2 separate regions of the Rattus norvegicus genome follow, and region 1 is linked to region 2. The links are chromatin contacts, called in public Hi-C maps. All regions are on one chromosome and are shown on one strand. Each heading gives the region's core, a stretch centred on a gene start, on an enhancer-like site or on the middle of the called end of the contact. The rest is flanking DNA. Distances are from core to core; before and after follow the strand shown.

Region 1 (2,842 bases), core at 135-2,634, 390 kb after region 2:
AGGTGGGCAGCTGGCTCTGCAGGGGGGTGGGCGGATCTGCCTTGAGCAGACCAGGAGAGCAGGCGGGGCCGGGCAGGGGGGCTGGGCAGGGGGCCCGGGGCAGCAGCTGCAGGAGGCTCCAGCAGCCTCTGAATGCCTTGGTGGTTCTTAAGTGGATTGTTTCTAAGTTGGGAACTGTCTGTACTTAGAAAGCCGGATTTCAAGAGGTACGGGATCCTATTTCACTTGAAGGCCCACAGTAATGAGGGTTCTTTATTCGTAATGAAGTAGCCACTAATTGGAGGGACAGGCTCGGGAAGCCTGCTGGAATTCTGTACTCCTGGACCAGAATTGAGTAATATTATGCAGTAGCCAGGCAACCCTTTACTTTTGCACAAAATTCATAAAAAAAAAAACCTCTCCTGTGAATGCCTGTCTGACTTTACCGTGTTTATTATTAATAATGATAATAACAGGGTAGCTTATGCTCAGTATTAGGCTGAGGATGGGAATGGAATTCTCAGTTTCCTCAACTTTTTCTCCCCAGCAAGATTTGGAACATTTGGAAAATCCTTCCCTCAGAGTGGGCTGAGAGCCTTTGCATCTGCCCAGTGGAGAAATGGCTCCAGTTTCTTAGGGCTCATCCAAGGGATGAACTTTTCCTTCCTCCTCCTCCTCCTCTTCAGAGAGGCAGAAATATTCCATAGACACAAAAATGCTGTTTAAAGCGAACACAGGAGAAGAAATGTCAACAGAACTGACGAAGTTACCATAGGGAACCGATTACAATAGCCTTTCTGGATTTAATGAAATATGGTCAACTACACTGGAATGTTCTGGTGCCCCCTGGAGGATTCTGAAACCTAACAGGACTGGTTATTTAGTACCTTTCTTTGGATGTCTCTGAAAACCCTAAAGAGGCAGGCAATGTGTTTCTTCTCCCTGGTTCAAACAGACGTAAACCAGCTCAGCCATAGGCAAAGGGACAAAGAAGGCATGAACCCTAACATTCAAATGGCTTTAACCACCATACGTTTGTCGTTAGAAATGGAGGCTCTTGGATCAGGAGAAGAGCCTATTTTTTGTTTTGATTTTGGTGTGGTGCAACCCCACCCCCCGAGAAGAGCCTATTTTTGGCTCGTGAAGTTTATACGTCCAACGGTGCAAAGTTCACAGTTGCATGTGTGATCTCTCAATTTCTGGGCTGAGTGTTTAGTGAACAAGGAAGTTTGCTTCTGCGAGTCTTGCTTTGTCTAGTGCAGGAAAGTTAAACATTCTGGAAAGTTAAACATTTAGCTTCTAAATTTTTACTGCTCTGGGAATCCTCAGGGACATGACTCCAGTATGTCGATGACGAAATGGCCGTCAGCGTTGTTTACTCCATAGTCACAGAACAGCCCGCAGATGTGAGGAACCATTGTGTGACTCCAGTGTGCATTCAGGATTATAGCTGCCATCTGCCCTCCACCCTAACTTACCCTGCGAGATCATTACATGGGTGTATAATATGACTGACACCATCCACTCTTAGCACAGTCTGAAAGAGTGCGCCAAGACTCACCAAACTTGCAAAGAGCTATGTCAACACACCAGTAAACTATATCACAATGCTTACAGTATGACTACAGTGTTTATTTTATAATACTGCCGGACTCTGTATTAATGCACTATCTTCTAACAACTTTAATATCAATTGCTTTTATTCTTTTGTGTGTCTAATGCTTATTTCCTGAACTCAAATATTAAAAGGAATATTTTAAAATTCACCCCATGAGGTCATCAAACATGATTTCAGACTTCCAGAGGGGATGGAAGAATTCTTTGTGTCCCTGGATACCTTCCTCCTGGCTTTTAAAATGGGTACATTCAGTACATTGGTCATTTCCTTATCTAAACACAGAGTGAGAAGAGTGGGAATTCTGAATAATTTAAAAGTTGCAAAAACTCAAATAATTTCTTCTGAAGTCAGGGATAAGATAAGTGGAAACATTTTTATTCAGTGTAGTTCTTAAGAATTTAGCAAAATAAGGAAAGATAAATACACAAGATATACAAACAGGAAGTCACATTTTCCCTGTAGATGATATGACTTTATATTTAAATAACCCTAAAAGACTCAGTCAGAAAATTCTTTTAGCAGGATACCAAATTACCATTAAAAACATCAGTAGTTTTTCTACATAACAGTAATCAACACGATGAAAAAGAGAGGTGGTGAAAACGATCTTTTTCACAATGGCTTAAAAAATAAAGTTAAATAAAACATCTAGGAGTAAATCAAAACAAAATAGTTTGAAGCTGTCAAAGAGCAATTGAAGAAGACAGTAGAAGATCAAACGACTTTCATATTTATGCTACAACTAATTATGTAAAGTTAGCTACATTACTAAAAGGGATCTACAGATTTAATGTAATCCCTATCAAAAGTTCAATGACACTCTTTATAGGTATGAAAAGTCAATTATTAAAAAACAAACAAACAAACAAAAGCAGGGGCTGGAGATGGCTCAGTAGGTAAGAGCTCTGACTGCTCTTCCAGAGGTCCTAAGTTCAATTACCAGCAATCCCATGGTGGCTTACAACCATCTATAATAAGATCTGATACCCTATTCTAGTATGTTTGAAGAGAGCTACAGTGCACTTACATACATAAAATAGATAGTTTTTTTTTAAGCAAATTGAAAAAAAATCCTGACATTCATATTAGGACACAATACCCTACAAAAAATAAATCCATCAGTAGGAAACAATGCCAGAGTTTTAGGTTGATGTCTATATGCAGGTGAGGGCTGGCACAAGTTAGGTCAAGGTCATGATTGGACAGTAAAAAAATGAGGTGGGGACAAGGCTTTTGTAAGGTGGG
Region 2 (2,831 bases), core at 84-2,583:
CAAACTCTGTTCTTATGTTTCATTTGGGGTGGGGGGGTCTCCCCGTAGTTAAGATTCATCTTGAGCCTTACAATATTATTAATGTTTTTGTAGTAAAACATCATTAGCATTCACAGACTTAATCAACCTCACTGATAAAAATCCTAACCATTATTAGGAATTTTCGTATTTAAAAAGTATAAAGACAAACTTTAAAATTTTTTTGTTGTGGTAAGCTACCTGTTTTGTCATGTCATTCTATAGCCATCTCTTTATGCAATATTTACTTTAGTCTCAGGGCATACCATATGAAAATATTTTGACAAGGTAAGTTCAGTGGTGTGTTTTTCATGATTTTATTAATGCAGTGCCATACTCACGTATTTTATATGTACTATTTACTTTTTTGTTGCTGTGAGAAAATACCACAGCCAAAAGCAAACTTCTAAGAGAAAGAGTTTATTTGGGCTCATATTTCCAGAGGACTAGTTGTCCATAACAGCAGGGAAGGTATGGTAGCCTGAGGCCAGATCAAGAAGCTGAGGGATCAGAAAAGAGAGCAAGGAGAAAGAACTGGAAGTCAGCTGAAACTGTGAACTCCAGTTCCCCATGACTCCCTCCAGCAAGGCTTCAGGTCCGAAACTTCCATAACTTCCCCAAGCAGTCCCACGTGCCGGGCACCCATGAACCTAGGGATACATTTCACCAAAATTATCTAATATATAGTCATATAGGATTTTTAAATTAGCATCTGAACCATGTACATTATAGGAACAAAAAATGGTTGGTTTTGTGTTCTTATCATCTGGCTTCTCAATGAGAAAGTATATGACTTAGAAACAATTTCCTGCTAATATGGGCTGTTCAGATTCAGTTAGATTATCTCCTTATTAGCCTCTATAGACAGTTTCTAAGAGGCCACAATCATTACACTGTTACATCTGAAAATGGCACCCTTCTCCTTTGTTTTTCCACCTGAGAACACCAGGTGTAAAACTAGCTTTAAGCTAGTAGTCCTGCTTAATGTTCACTTGAAATTTCAGGTCCAGGCACAGCCAACGCACTTTACTCGATAACAGGAAGATCTAGAGTAGTCATATACAACTAATTAGTTCATGTTCATTCTTTACAAAGATTCTAAAGCTTTTGGCCATTGTAGATGGCAGAACATGTAGAATACGCATAAAGTGAGGGGATGGGGTTAGTAGGAAAACATCCTTTCCCTTGTGTAACCAGTTTGTATTCAACAGAAGAAGGCAAGAGTTCATTCAGTAATGAAGTTGAAGTAATCCTCCAGGGTACTCAGTTTACACAAAAACAAATTGCAGTTTTCATTTGCATCACTGGGTGGCGATTTTTCACAGTCTTGTGCTACTGTTTAAAAGCTAGTGAGCTTGGCACTGTTTGTAATTACCAAGGCCTTCTTCTGTTATGACACATTTAATTGTACTTTTAACACATTATCTTTAAGTTGATTACAAATTTACTAGTGTAATGTGCAGCCTTGTAGTTATTTTAAATTAGGAAAGGTTTTGCCTAGATGTTGGCAGATAATTCCATCTACTACCAAGGCAAAGGCAATAGCTTATTATGTTAAAGCAAAAACAGAATATAAAATGAAAAGAAGCAGTGTAGATTATTGTTCTTGCCTCCACTAATATTGTTGACCAAATATTGAATATAATTTTAGAGGAGACAGAATGAAATTGGGCAAGCAAACTGTCAAAGAGACAAAAAGAATTGGATTACAATACAGCTGAAACCCATCCCATTCTTTGGTCCATGCAGGCACTTCTTAAAGTAGGGCACAAGAGCTCTCAGTCTCCTTTTAATTAAAGCTATTTTAGTAATTCATAGTAGCTTGGATTTCATCTTTAAGTATTGATATTGAAGTATGTATTTTAGTTTCCCCTTTTTGTGTAGCCTAAATATTAAATTAGATTTTATCGGTTGTCTTAAAGATTCTTTCCTATTATATTCCTTATTCTGGGAATTAAAGCATATACATATAATTCAGTAAGCCTATGTTATTTTTATTTAGGACTTTTAAAAGATATTTTTTGATCTCTATGGTTTTCTTTTTCTTTTTTCTTAAATGAAAACTTAGCTGTGTACAGTGAAAGCATACATCCACATAATGGGGGATAGTAAGTAACTTTAATTCTCTGTGGAGACAAAGGCTTTAATTGTAACAGCAAAGCTAAATAGGTTTTCATTATGTGCTTCCTGTTTTAACTCCTGTTCTTACAAAACAAATGCACAGATTTTTAAAAAGTATTCATAGATTTAAAAAGTAATTTGTTCTTGTCCTTGTATAGTTATAACCAGACAAACTCAAATATATTTAATTTAACATAATGATCTCTCTATATTTTTACTCTTGACCTTTAAATTCCAAAGCAAATGCAGGAGGATTTTTGCATTTAACTTCATTAGGTAATGAAAGTTCTTATTTTCCCAGCCGTGTGTAATGGTTGGAATTTTCACATTATTTGTTACTTAATTCTGGTCTAGCTGATAATCCAACAGAGTTTTAGTCACTGGAGTTCAGGATGTTGAACCTATGTGGGGGTGTGCTGCCCTTCCTATATTGTGATATATAGAGCAAAAAGAAATTAATTATACAGGATATGGGAAAGATGCTAACTATACAGGAAGGAGAGCAAACTCTTGTATTTTAAACAATTGCAGGGAAGCTATTCATTCTTTCTGGGCCCAGGGAATTTGGTTGACTCAAAGGTAGTTTCGGACTCTCCGTCCCTCATCTATTTCTAATTCTTCCCATTAAGGCATCGCTTGGAGAATATGCTGATACTGGGAACCATCACTAAGTTCTCATCAAATGGGCTCTC

What was found. Hi-C and Micro-C count contacts between places; a contact is called where the count stands out from the background.
Region 1: a Hi-C map of the Rat2 cell line shows a contact between it and region 2, with 3 times the contacts expected there. The contact joins two enhancer-like sites. A contact is called at or near these places in 6 of 12 Hi-C or Micro-C datasets (the A7r5 cell line, the Rat2 cell line, frontal cortex and 3 more) and 1 of 1 datasets of contacts at active chromatin or transcription factors (oligodendrocytes).

The regions. Positions count from the first base shown.
Region 1 is chr4:37,687,442-37,690,283 of GRCr8, forward strand. All of the region lies in intron 7 of Ica1 (islet cell autoantigen 1), which reads right to left. Among named protein-coding and RNA genes, the nearest start is that of Ica1, 82 kb to the right of the region's middle. Within about 2 kb of position 1,385, at least 25 of the 93 cell types and tissues checked have an H3K27ac peak or open chromatin away from gene starts, as enhancers often do.
Region 2 is chr4:37,295,643-37,298,473 of GRCr8, forward strand. All of the region lies in intron 2 of Glcci1 (glucocorticoid induced 1), which reads left to right. LOC134486727 (a long non-coding RNA gene) reads right to left here. Exons shown (of 3, transcript XR_010066099.1): 3 at 2,484-2,831. Among named protein-coding and RNA genes, the nearest start is that of Glcci1, 23 kb to the left of the region's middle. Within about 2 kb of position 1,334, at least 20 of the 93 cell types and tissues checked have an H3K27ac peak or open chromatin away from gene starts, as enhancers often do.